Linked DNA regions of Zea mays: region 2 is linked to region 1. Evidence: chromatin contacts called from public Hi-C data. All regions are on one chromosome and are shown on one strand. Each heading gives the region's core, a stretch centred on a gene start, on an enhancer-like site or on the middle of the called end of the contact. The rest is flanking DNA. Distances are from core to core; before and after follow the strand shown. Region 1 overlaps LOC103634138. Region 2 holds the start of LOC100280822 (alanine aminotransferase 2).

Region 1 (6,088 bases), core at 2,074-4,573:
GACGATCTTCTGGTGGCGATCCACCGTGAAGTGTGACAAGTACTTGTCCGCCGCCTCCTTGCGCCGTTCGGAGAGTTTATGCAGCAGTTCCGCCTCTTCCTTGTCGCGTTGTTCGTTCCATTGCCGCATCACCTCTTTCTCATCGCGCATTACGAGGTCTTCAAAGGGCCTTTGGTCATCAGCCGGGAGCGCCTCCATGGCCGGCTTGATGATGTTGGTAGTGGAGATCTTGGTGTGATCCTTAGAACCGGCCATTTATGGGCCGATTTTTAGCAGATCTAGACACCTATTCCCCAGCGGAGTCGCCAAAAAGTATGTTGACGCCTTTTCGGAGCGCCAAATACTCAAGAAGAACCGGCGGCGGTGCTCTCTGGTCAGGCGCGGACGGTCCGCGACTTGGGACCGGACGGTCCGCGACCTGGCGCAGGGGCTAGGTTTTCCTGCCTGACGTCCGGACGGTCCGCGCCTTGGGGCTGGACGGTCCGCGCGTGTGCAGGGGCGGCGGAAGATCGCCGGCGGCGCCTGGATCTCGCTCCCGGGAGGGACCCCGTCGGGGAGGAGAGATCCTAGGGGTTGTCTAGGCTCGGGCCGGCCGACCTAGACTCCTCTAATCGACGTAGAGTCGAGGAGAGGCGGAGAATTTGGGGATCGAGAGGCTAAACTAGAACTAGACTAGAACTACTCCTAATTGTACTGGAAATAAATGCGAATAGAAGTTGTATTGATTCGATTGTTGGGGGTTTAATCGGCCGTAGCCCTTCATCTATATAAAGGGGGAGGTCTGGATCCGTTTCCAACTGTTTCCCGGGTTAATCCCGCGGTTTTAGGTAACAAATCCCGCGAGAAACTAGGAACCCTAACTGACTCTGCGCGCGCGCGGACCGTCCACGTCACCACCGCGGACAGTCCGGACCGCGGACCGTCCGGCCTCAGGGCCGGACCGTCCGCCAGGCTCTTTTTAGCCTCCAACAGTATAGAATCTGAGTATCATAGGATTACGTGCGGAGGAAGATAAAGTTGTCCATGAGGCTCAAGATCTATAAAGTGACGGATTACTACTATTGCGATAACTCAACCGATTATATGTTTATGTTGATTTTCAATGGTTTTTACCCAAACGAATTTTATAGAAGCTGTCTGAAAAACTAAGTGTTTTGGCAGTATGCAGCAGCTTTTAGTGGCCAGAAGCTGCGAAAAGCCAAAACAGACAGGGACGTTGTTCTCCCATTGCCGATTTTGACAAAATTGAAGTGATTGCATGATCGCAGACGTTGTTCTCCTGCAGGCCTCGTGTCACCTTCTGCCTGAACCCCAGGTGACCCAGGACAATCGCGCTGGTTGATGCGTTATGTGAAACTAGCTTGAGGAGCAGGCAAGGGTTTTGATTGAACTTGCTTGTCCTCGACTCCCTGCCCACCTTGTTGCTTCTCTTGGCAGACGTTTCTCCAAGGCACAGGCATCGTCTACAAGAGGCAGAGGCCTTCTCACACCGTTCGCTAGCGATTATTCCGTACTTTAGGTAGGTAGTGTTTGGTTAAAGAGCCAATTAGAACAGAGTCGTTTTGTCACAGTTTTGTTATTGTTTGGTTACAAATTAACTAAAACGGAGTGACTTCAATTATGGAATATTCCTCCTCAGATCCGGAACCATCCCACTCCAAAAAATGAACTGGACGGAGCCGCTCCGCTCCCGGCCCGCTCGCACAGTCACGCGACTCAGGTACCTCTCTCCTCACGCGACTCAGTGACTCTTCAACTAAACAAAGGATTGAGCCGCTCTGTTCCAGTTCACTCTGTAACCCAACAAAAAACAGAGCCGCTCCGTTCCAGCTTACCAAACACAGAACAGAGCGGCTCCGTTCCTAAAATCAAGGATGAAACGACTCTGTTCTACCTGGCTTATCAATCAAACACTACTCGCACCAAACACCCCTTCACTGGCGCTTTCGAGCAACTAAAAAATCCCTAAAATTAATTTAGAGTGTTATTAATCAAAAATCATATTTGTTGGCTCTGATTCGGACACCAATCACTGCGATGAGAACCGAAGGCGGTGTTTTCTGCGGAGGTGCGGACGGTTTGCTGTCAGGAGTCGGATGGTCCACAACCTAACACAGAGGCTAGGGTCCTGCTTGATGAGCCGGACGGTCTGCTGTCAGGAGCCGGATGATCCGCGACCTGACGCAGAGGTTAGGGTCCTGTTTGACGAGCCGGACGGTCCGCGCGTGCATTGGGGCGGCGGAGTTCGTCGATAACGCATGAATCTCGCTTCCGGGAGGGACCTGTCGGGGAGGAGAGATCCTAGACGTCTTTAATCGACGTAGAGTCGAAGAAAGATGAAGATTTTGAGAGAGAAATCTAATTTACTATCTACTCATGTGGAAAATGTAAAGAACTAGATGTATATTGATTGATCTATTGTTGTGTTCCAATCGATCATAGCCTTCCATATATATAAAGGGAGGCCTAGACTCGTTACAAGCTATTTTTCGAGTTAATCCCGCAGATTTAGCTAACAAATATCGCAACTCGGAAACGTAACTGATTTTGTGCATTCGCGGACCGTCCGCAACACCAGCATGGAGTGTCGGACCGACGACCGTCCGGCCTTACGGTCAGACCGTCCGCTCGGACAATTTGTGGTGCTCAACAATATTCAAACAGTTCATAAAGTAAGGTATTCAACTACACCACCTTTCTAAATGCCCATTTTTAGTCCCTAAACTTAAGGAGTTGTTTAGAACTGACTGTAGCCTATTTCACGTGTTAATCGCACCATAACATCTAGACAAATTAGTAAACAAGCAAATTTAACTATATTACTCATTTCGTCCAAATTTATGAGACGTACTATTTTTTTATTCTTGATCCATGAGATAAAAAGTGCTCTCTCTCTCTCTCTCTATATAGTTGTAGCAGTACAAAGTGTATTAAGGAAGTATTTAGTTTATAAGGACTAATTTTAGTCTTTCAATTTTATTATATTTCAATTACTTAATTGTTAAATACGGAAACTAGAACAATATTTCAGTTTCTGTATTTAATAATTTAAAATCTAAAATAAAATAAAATAAAAAGATTAAAAATTAGTGCTTAGAAATCAAATATCTCCTAAATATATTTCTTAGTTTTTAATTAGAGGTGATTAAGACTTGGAGTATATATCAGGATTCCGGACAGCAGAGATCACAGCGCTCCACCGAAAAAAACAAGCTCTCTGTTCCCACATGATTTTGATCTCCCGCGGTCCCGCCCCCTCCCCTATCCGTGCTCGCGCTCCTCCACCAATAGGAGTCAAGCCGTCCCCATCCAACGGTTCACGCCACTCCTCTCACTTCTGACGCGGATCGCTCCCCATCCGACGCCTCCAACTTCCTCTCCCACCTCTATATATTGTCTTCCACCGCCAGCCGATACATTCACCAAAGTCCAAGCACCTTCCCAAAAAATCCCCCATTTTCTTCGAGGCGAGGAGAGCGTGAAAGACAGGGCACCGGCAGCGACGATGTCGGGGCGCGGCAAGGGCGGCAAAGGTCTGGGCAAGGGCGGAGCAAAGCGCCACCGGAAGGTGCTCCGTGACAACATCCAGGGCATCACCAAGCCCGCCATCCGGAGGCTGGCTCGGAGGGGCGGCGTGAAGCGCATTTCGGGGCTTATCTACGAGGAGACCCGCGGCGTCCTCAAGATCTTCCTCGAGAACGTCATCCGCGACGCCGTCACCTACACCGAGCACGCACGCCGCAAGACTGTTACCGCCATGGACGTCGTCTACGCGCTCAAGCGCCAGGGCCGAACCCTCTACGGCTTCGGAGGCTAGGCTGGATGCCTCTTCTCCTTGCTGTCGTGGATGCCTGTTTGTTGTTAGGGTTACTTCGTTTAGTTCCTTGTCTGTGACGTGTTGGACTATTGTTAGTAGTATTCTTGAAGTTGTGTTTCGAATGTAATCCAATCTTATCGTTCGAGAATTGAAATGATTCCTGGGCAACATTTTGCAGGCAATCTCGTTCGAGAGTTAGGTCCATTATATCTGTTAAGATTTTTTTTCCATACAGCATTGACTAAGTATGAAGCCCATTCCATCCTGAAGATCGTGTATTTCAGAGTTGCAATTCAGTTGTCAAAGTTCTAGCGTGTATGCTAAAATTTTAAGAGGGATACATCGTCTCCTTGCTGAATGAATTTGTCTCATGATCTGAAGCTACTTTCTGTACTGTTTTGTTACACTAAATTTTGGAAAAAGTCGTTTGGGTTGTATTGCTGATGCTCCTGCTCAGTCTTGCTCGCCTTTGAATTTTGAAAGTTGATTGACAAATAAAGAAATGCCGGTGGAGCGTTGTCTTCCATGTGCTTCCCGGCCCATGCTTTCGGTAGACCATTTTGGATGAAACATTTTTTTGATTCTGGATGAAAGTCAATTGAATCTCTATGGAACACAGGAAAACTAGCCATATGTTACCTTGAATCGGCGGGTCTGCAGAGGAGACTACAGGCAGAAACAGAGCAGGTGGATAATGGCTAGCGCCTGTCTGGAAACCGCAAACCAAAGCATGATAAATTCCTGAATCATTTGTTTTTAACTAATTCATGTAAACTTTCTATAAAATTTCTGCGTTTGAAAGGAGCCCTAAAACTCTCCAACAACGCACTATAAAACTTCCTATCCGCTAAATATGGTGTTTCCTCGACTACTTTAAGATTGACTAAGTATGAGTTTGGTTGCAGTATTAGAACAATATTAGAATAATTATGTTCCAACCACTGACCATGAACTAAACAAACTTATTTAAATAATTGTAATATCTTATTTTATTCTGCCACTACAACCAAGCGCACCCTAAAATATCTTTGTCCTCTGTCACTATCATATCGAGCCGAGCCTGTTCTGCAGGCTCGTTGTACCATCGAGCCTGGCTCGAGAGCTGAGACTCGGGATGATGGCCAGATCCGCAAATGCCAGATGGGCCATGACCGTGACCCCACCAGGCCACCACGAGTCGTCACTCGCCCAGTCGCCCTCGCCCTAACCACGACCACGACACAGCCCCCGCACAGGTTGCTAGGGTTTGGACAGCCGCAGCCGCCGCACAGCTGTCACTCGTCGTCTCGCCCAGTCGCCCTCGGCCATTGGCCCCTCGCCAACTCGCCGAGTCACCGTCGTCACCGAGGCCCGACTGCCCGAGCCGGTGGTCGCCACTGACCGACTGCTCGAGTGCGCTGTGTGCCGACCACCAAGTGCCCGACGGCCAAGCCCAAGCGCCGAGCGCTAGCCGAGGCCCGAGGCCGCCGGTTCCGGTCGGCAGCGCCCAGCGGCCAGCTCCAGCCATCGGCGCCGCCGTCCGCCGTCGAGACGCGGAGTGCCGAGCACCCTAGCGCCCAGCAGGCAGCATCAACTGCACCTGCACTGCACCGACAACACCGTAGCAGACTAGCATGTATGCGCTCTCTGTTGTTCACTGTTATTCAAAATGGCACATTGTTATTCACTGTTATTCAAAAGCGACACTTTGTTATTCACTGTTATTCACTATTATTCACTGTCATTGCTAAGTGACACATTTGTTATTCACTTTCTTGGTATTGTTTGTAGATTGCTAAGTGATGGAATCCTTAACAGTCCATTCAACCGCGTAAGGGAAAGGGAGGAGCGAAAGAGATGACACTGATTCAGAGAGCAACTCCTTTGACAAGAATGATGAAATGCGTGAGGATGAGATGACGGTGCTAGGTGGGAAAGATGCCGATGTTGTTAGAGTTGATGAATCTGATGGTGGTGGAGATGTGAATAGAGTCAAGAAAAAGGCGTAAATGGGTGAATAAACCAGTTAAGGTTGAGGGGGGAAGCAAAGGCAAACCCAAGGTTTGGGAGGTTTTTGATAAGGTGAATGTGCCAAACCCGACCGATAAGGAGAATCCATTACTAAAGGCAAAGTGAAAATATTGTAAAAAGCTTTAGAGTTATGCACAAGGGTCAACAACAATGACATTGTCGAGGCATATGAACTGTGACAAGTATCAAAAGCATATCGAACAGAAGCTTGATCAGTCTCTATTGAACTTTGCTCCTTCAACGACAGGTGAATCTGGATCT
Region 2 (6,088 bases), core at 1,356-3,855, 170 kb after region 1:
CACGGTAAAAAGGGGAATAAAATCCAAGGAGATGGGAATGGTCATATGATGCATCAACCTACAAAATCATATCATATTTACAACCGCCAGTTTAGAAACTAGTCCAGTAGCATGATTAATCACCAAGCCATCCCCACCTAATGCTTTGCCAAAGAAAGAAAGCACAACTCTCCTTCCGATAAAAATATTTGGAACCGCATCCTGCATATTTATTTAGAAACATTGCATCGATAACCGTTGCAGAGCAATATACAGGGTACTCACCAACTAAATCCATACCATACAGTGACAGGTGAAATTGGAATACTTGATCAGCTTGAATAACAGAGAGCAAAGATAAATCTAGCCCTGGTAATAACCATGGCTCACATCTTATGTACAAGAGCCAATTCTAAAGACACAGCTGCGGGATGTAGCAGTTAGGCAAGGAAAGAAACAAAATTACCAGCTAACTGCTAAGTGTCAAAACATTGCTTTACACTAAAGGGTTAAATATTTGCCAAGAAGGTAGTGGGCACCTCTCCTCTGCAAGCAGCAGCATAATCTAGGGCGAGGCTTGGTGCAGCTTCCTTGTAGGGGCATATGAACTTATCCATGAAGGCACTCTCACTCATCTGGACAGCAGTATAGTAGCTCCGGTCCTGCTCCAACAATCCATTTTCCTTCACGCCTAGTTTGGATCACTGTAATTGAATTCCATTCTAATAATAGTAATTTAGACATATATCAATTAAGATAATTCACTTTTGTACAAAATATATTTGTATACTATTATTAGCAATATATCCTAAATATTTATGTGCTACATTTTTACTATAGAGGAGTAGAACGAAGAGTGTCATATAAGTTATAGATTAGAAACAAATTCTAATCATGCATAAAATCATTTCCCATCCTCCACCCTATGAATTTGAGATAGGCTTATATCTGAACTTTAGAAAGTGGTGGAATGTCAAATTCCAAACTAAATAAGTTACTTTATTGAGTGAATTCTAATTCTTTTGATTTGAAGGAATCCAAACGCCCCGTCAGGTAATTCACAACATAGTGTCGGGGCATGAGGCGGCGTTCCAAGCTATATGTAAGCAGAGCAGGCCTGTGAGCAATGTACTCTGGCTCCAACCCAACCTTGGTGATCAGGAACGCGGATCCGGGCGTCGCCGGGGGCGCGACCCTGTGCTTGCCAAATTGAAAATTTAGCAAAGTATTTTTTTTACCTTGTTGATTATGTTGGATAACCGCATGTCCCTAATTTGAATGATATTGCTCCTTATCTCTAAACGACCAACTGTAGCTTGTTCTATTGAAAACTCATCAGAATAATCCATAGAGATAACATCACCAACAAGGACTGAATCATCCAGAGATGCATCAATGGCCATTGGAGCTAGGGAAGTCGGCCTAACTACCTTCAACCCGACTTGGCCAACTTGTACAGTAGAAGACACCATGGAAATCGATTTAACGGACTCTAAGGGAGTGTTTGAATACACTAAAACTAATAGTTTTAGTGGCTAAAATTAGTTGGAGACATCCAAACACCCTAGCTAATATTTTAGCTATTAACTATTTTTAGTAAATTAGTTACAAGTTAGCTAGCTATTTATTAGCTAGCTAATTCTACTAACAAATTTTTAGCTAACTAACGCATTCAAACACTGTCTAAACAGGTAATCTAGGCACGCGAAGTCTGACTGGCCAGCCCAAACTCAGCCTTTGTAGTAGAGAGAGCCGACCTTGGCGGCCTGCACGACATTTTTGAACTTTTTTTATCGGTTTGGTCTTCATTACTTTATATTCTTTGTCAACCAAATACTCCCTTCCTCTTAAATTATAATTCGTTTGATTTTTTTTATGTAAAGTTTTATGTATAGTCCACCTAGTTAACTTTAAAAGTTGGTTAGTCTAGATTTTATGGAGGCCGACTACAATAGCAAATCTAACAATAAAAAAGTTAGCTAGATCAGATTTCAAGAACAGTCTGACCGATTTTGAAGATTTGATTCAGGTTAATTCTACGATTTTGAAGATCCGACCTAACCTAATTTTACGTTCAGACTAAAGACATGTTTGTTTAAGATTATGATATGTCTAGTTATATAATTTAACTTATTTTAAACTAACACTTAATTTAAAATAAGTTAGATTATATGATCAGAATATTATATTTATATAATTCCAAACAAATAACTCTAATATCGATTCTGGTTTATATTGTATAATTTTTATGTTGAATATTACGGCGCGCCAACAAATTGCGATCGTTATGTAATCATGTATACGACCGACTGTACTATTCATAAAATATAATTCAAAATAGGAGATGCTCGAGATAGCCTGGCAAGGGAGGAGGTATCGGAGGCGGCGTCGCCTGCCGCGAGCGCACCATGCGTCAACGCTCAGGACCTCTCGCAGGCGCGCTGTTGGATCGTGAGCAAGCACGCGTGGCAAATGGCATGCATTCCTCTCGTGCAAGTGCCGAGCTGAGGGTCCCGACGCGGGGGGCAGGACGTGGCAGAGCGCCGCCCAGGCGGACGCCAAGTGCCGAGCTACCAGGGCACCTTCTTTATTCCGTCCTTGCTCAGTCACACCTCGCTCTCGCTCACTCTCGCCGTCCGCACAGCCGCTCATCGTCTCCCACTGCCTGCCCTCTCCCTGCGCCGGCCGGTGCCCCGACGCGCCATGTCGTACAACAAGGCCCCGTCCATCACCGCCGAGACCATAAATCCCAGGGTTTCTTCTTCAGAAATCATATATATGTTCATCCATTGCATTCTTCCGATTTAAACTGAAAAGCTTAGGTGACGTACGTTGTCCCTTCGTTTGAAGGTCAAGATCATCAGATACGCGCCTTGCGGGGAGATCGTCAAGCACGCAGCGGTAAATTGCACCACTGCTGTTAATTCATGCTGCTTTACGACGACCCCTCGCACCTTTTTTTTTTGCAAAATTACGATGACTAATAGGAGGACAAAAAATATTGCCTTTCGCTATGTGTCTCGTTCAGCGGCTGGAGCAGGAGATAGAGGAGAACCCTGCTTCTATCCCTTTCCAAGAGGTGAAAACTCCTCCCCTGTGCAGCAAGCAAGTGCGTGCGTGCGTGTATCACAATCTATATATCACCTAACTTGACCAGCCTTCCATGCTGTCCAACAGATAATATACTGCAACCTCGGGAACCCCCAGGTCCTTGGTCAGCCGCCACTAACTTTCTTTCGTGAGGTTACCACCCTTAATTACCCTCAGAAACACAAAAGAACAAGACAACGCAAGTGTGTTTGATGGTCGAAATTGCTGGCTCCAGGTTCTCTCCCTGTGCGACAACCCAGCCCTCATGGACAGAGATGAAGCTCGTGCCTTATTCAGGTTGGACTATGCAGCTGAGCTCGCTTTACTGTTTACTGTACTATTACCTCCGTCCTTTTTTTTTATTTGTCGTGTTTTAGTTAAAATAAACTAACGGACGACAAATATTCGAGAAAGTAGCTTCATAAGCTGAGTATGATACATAGTTTGGCAGAAACTTGACTCTGACAATGTTTCCATCTACTGTGTCGCAGCCCTTGTAGCATAAGAAGGGCCAGGAGGATCCTAAACTCGATCCCCAGCAAAGACACTGGTGGATATACTGATTGCCGGGTACCCAACTGAAACTGCTTAGCTTTCTTATAAATAAACAAACACTGGGATGGTGTATATTTTCCCCTTCACACTTACTGGTTACATCGTTCAATCACACTTGCTTGGTGTGATCAGGGAATCAAATGCCTGCGTCAAGTAGTAGCAGATGGGATTACCGCAAGAGACGGTTTTCCATCGACAGCGGACGATATCTTTCTGACAGATGGAGCCACCTCAGCGGTAAGACTCTGCATTTCAGAACCTACATCTACATGACGCAGCACAGATGGAACTGGATCCTTTACATACAGATACGAACATCAGTGTCAATACCTTCAGCTCGACCGCGGCTCCTTTCTGCCCCTTTTTTGCAGATCAACTTGATGATGCAGATACTCATCAGGTCTCACGAAGACGGCATCTTGAGCCCTCTACCCGAATACCCCTTGTACTCGGCCTCCATCATACTGCACGGTGGAACGATGGTACAGCACTAGTGTAGTTCAAAAAGATAGCCAAGCAATATCTGCGAAACGCAGTAGAAGTGGCTTGTTTAAAATGTTCAAGCCCAAACTAACCATCAGATTCATCGCTCTTCTCCTTTTTCAATCAGTTCTTTTTTTTTTGGTTTCTTATATTAGAAGACAAAACACACGTGTGTGCTCTATGCTTGGGATAACTACAATACTGAACTGTGACCAGGTGCCGTACAATCTCACTGAAGATAACGGTTGGGGCCTAGAGATCTTTGAAGTCAAGAGGTGCTTGGAAGAGGCTCGTTCGGCTGGCCTCACTGTTAGAGCTATGGTGGTAATAAATCCCGGCAACCCTACTGGACAGGTATATATGGCACATTGTTTTCCTGAATCCTTTTACATGTTCCAATAAAGAAAACAGATGAAAATTTTCAGAGTAGTTCTTACCAGTGATGATCTGGTTATTGGAAAATTTTCAATTTAATCTCGTTTCAGCTCAGGTTGTACCAGAGTTTCTCTTCGTCAACACATCTCATTCCTTTAGTTATAGGTGCTATCCGTCACAAACCAGGAGGAGATAGTAGAGTTTTGTCGGAAGGAAGGTCTGGTTATACTTGCTGATGAGGTTTGTACTAATGGGGTGTTTGTTTGGGATTATTCAGATTATAATCCCAAACAAACAGGCTCTAAGTCTTTAAAATGTAGCCTTTTTTGCATTATCGAATCACATATTCACATTAACTTTGTTAAGAAGAAGAAGAAAAAAGGGTACATTCTGTCTTGAAAATCAAGTACCGAAATGTATTCGCAGGTATACCAGGAAAATATCTACGCAGAGAACAAGAAGTTCCATTCCTTCAAGAAAGTGGCCAGATCACTTGCTTACGACGAAAATGACCTCACCCTAGTATCACTTCATTCCGTTTCAATGAGTGAGTCTTCTTCCTTTATATATCAAAAAAAAATATGACCTTAAATCTTTGGCGGGTCCAGTCTGAAGTTCGTCTGTTCTCCCATCTTCTGGACCTGGCAGGCTATGGGGAGAGTGGCAGAAGAGGAGGCTACATGGAGGTGTCTGGTGTTGCAGCTAATGTGAAGGATCAGATTTACAAGGTGGCTTCTTTAACACTCTGCCCCAACATTGCTGGCCAGATTCTCGTCAGCCTTGCAATGGATCCACCGAAGGTTTGTAACCTGAACTAAATCATCACAAAATTGGCTTCATCCGTCCCAGTATTTATTCTTTTTATACAGAACTTCCCTTGTGACCTGTACGCAGCTAGGAGATGAATCTTTCGAGTCATTTGATAAGGAGAAGGAACAGATCCGTTCATCCTTCTGCAAGCGAGCCAAGGTGCGCAAGCCATCATCTCAACCATCCTTCACGCACATGGATCGGCAGCGTACGAGACGCCTTGCACAATGGCATGATCTTGATCCCCTCCTCTTGTCTGTGCAACTGCAGACCCTGGAGAAAGCTTTCAGCGGCCTGGAGGGCGTGACTTGCAACAAGTTAGAGGGTGCGCTGTACTTGTTCCCACGGCTCCACCTCCCCTCCGCTGCGATCAGGGCCGCCGATTTCGAGGGAGTTTCACCTGACATATTCTACGCTCACCGCCTGCTTGATGCCACCGGGATTGCCGTTGTGCCGGGCTCTGGGTTCCACCAGGTCAGTCAGCCTCAGCCTCCTCTTGGATGAACTATATATGAGCCTTTCGTCTTGTAACATTCCATTCGAAATTACAACTTATTGTAATTTTAATGATCTCTCAGGGATACCTTAAAAATTCTGTAAAATCTTAGGATTAATTAAAAAATCATTGAGCCATTGATTTTCAGTAGGGTCCAACGATAGGCAATAATAGTCATCAACTGTATTGTGTGCCCACTTCTACAATTACAGAAAAATACTCTAAATAAGCTCTCCAAATTTATAAAACACCTAGATTGGATGACAATATTTTTGTCTATATTTTTTAAAAAAATTTACA

Evidence for each region. Hi-C and Micro-C count contacts between places; a contact is called where the count stands out from the background.
Region 2: a Hi-C map of ear shows a contact between it and region 1, with 2.9 times the contacts expected there. The contact joins the promoter of LOC100280822 here to the enhancer-like site in region 1. A contact is called at or near these places in 2 of 25 Hi-C or Micro-C datasets (ear and leaf).

The regions. Positions count from the first base shown.
Region 1 is chr7:125,154,863-125,160,950 of Zm-B73-REFERENCE-NAM-5.0, forward strand. LOC103634138 reads left to right here. Exons shown (of 4, transcript XM_035961242.1): 3 at 1,269-1,315; 4 at 3,169-4,175. The coding sequence ends at 3,817. Among protein-coding and RNA genes, the nearest start is that of LOC103634138, 8.0 kb to the left of the region's middle. Within about 2 kb of position 3,324, at least 19 of the 20 cell types and tissues checked have an H3K27ac peak or open chromatin away from gene starts, as enhancers often do. A contact at or near this core is called in ear and leaf, where this site is marked.
Region 2 is chr7:125,327,001-125,333,088 of Zm-B73-REFERENCE-NAM-5.0, forward strand. It overlaps LOC100280822 (alanine aminotransferase 2), which reads left to right and starts at 2,606. Exons shown (of 15, transcript NM_001353090.1): 1 at 2,606-2,733; 2 at 2,830-2,880; 3 at 3,008-3,058; 4 at 3,157-3,222; 5 at 3,305-3,366; 6 at 3,561-3,639; 7 at 3,757-3,861; 8 at 3,996-4,106; 9 at 4,324-4,461; 10 at 4,648-4,722; 11 at 4,909-5,029; 12 at 5,131-5,282; 13 at 5,377-5,451; 14 at 5,563-5,766. The coding sequence starts at 2,683. It overlaps LOC103632801 (a long non-coding RNA gene), which reads right to left and starts at 654. Exons shown (of 3, transcript XR_556156.4): 1 at 519-654.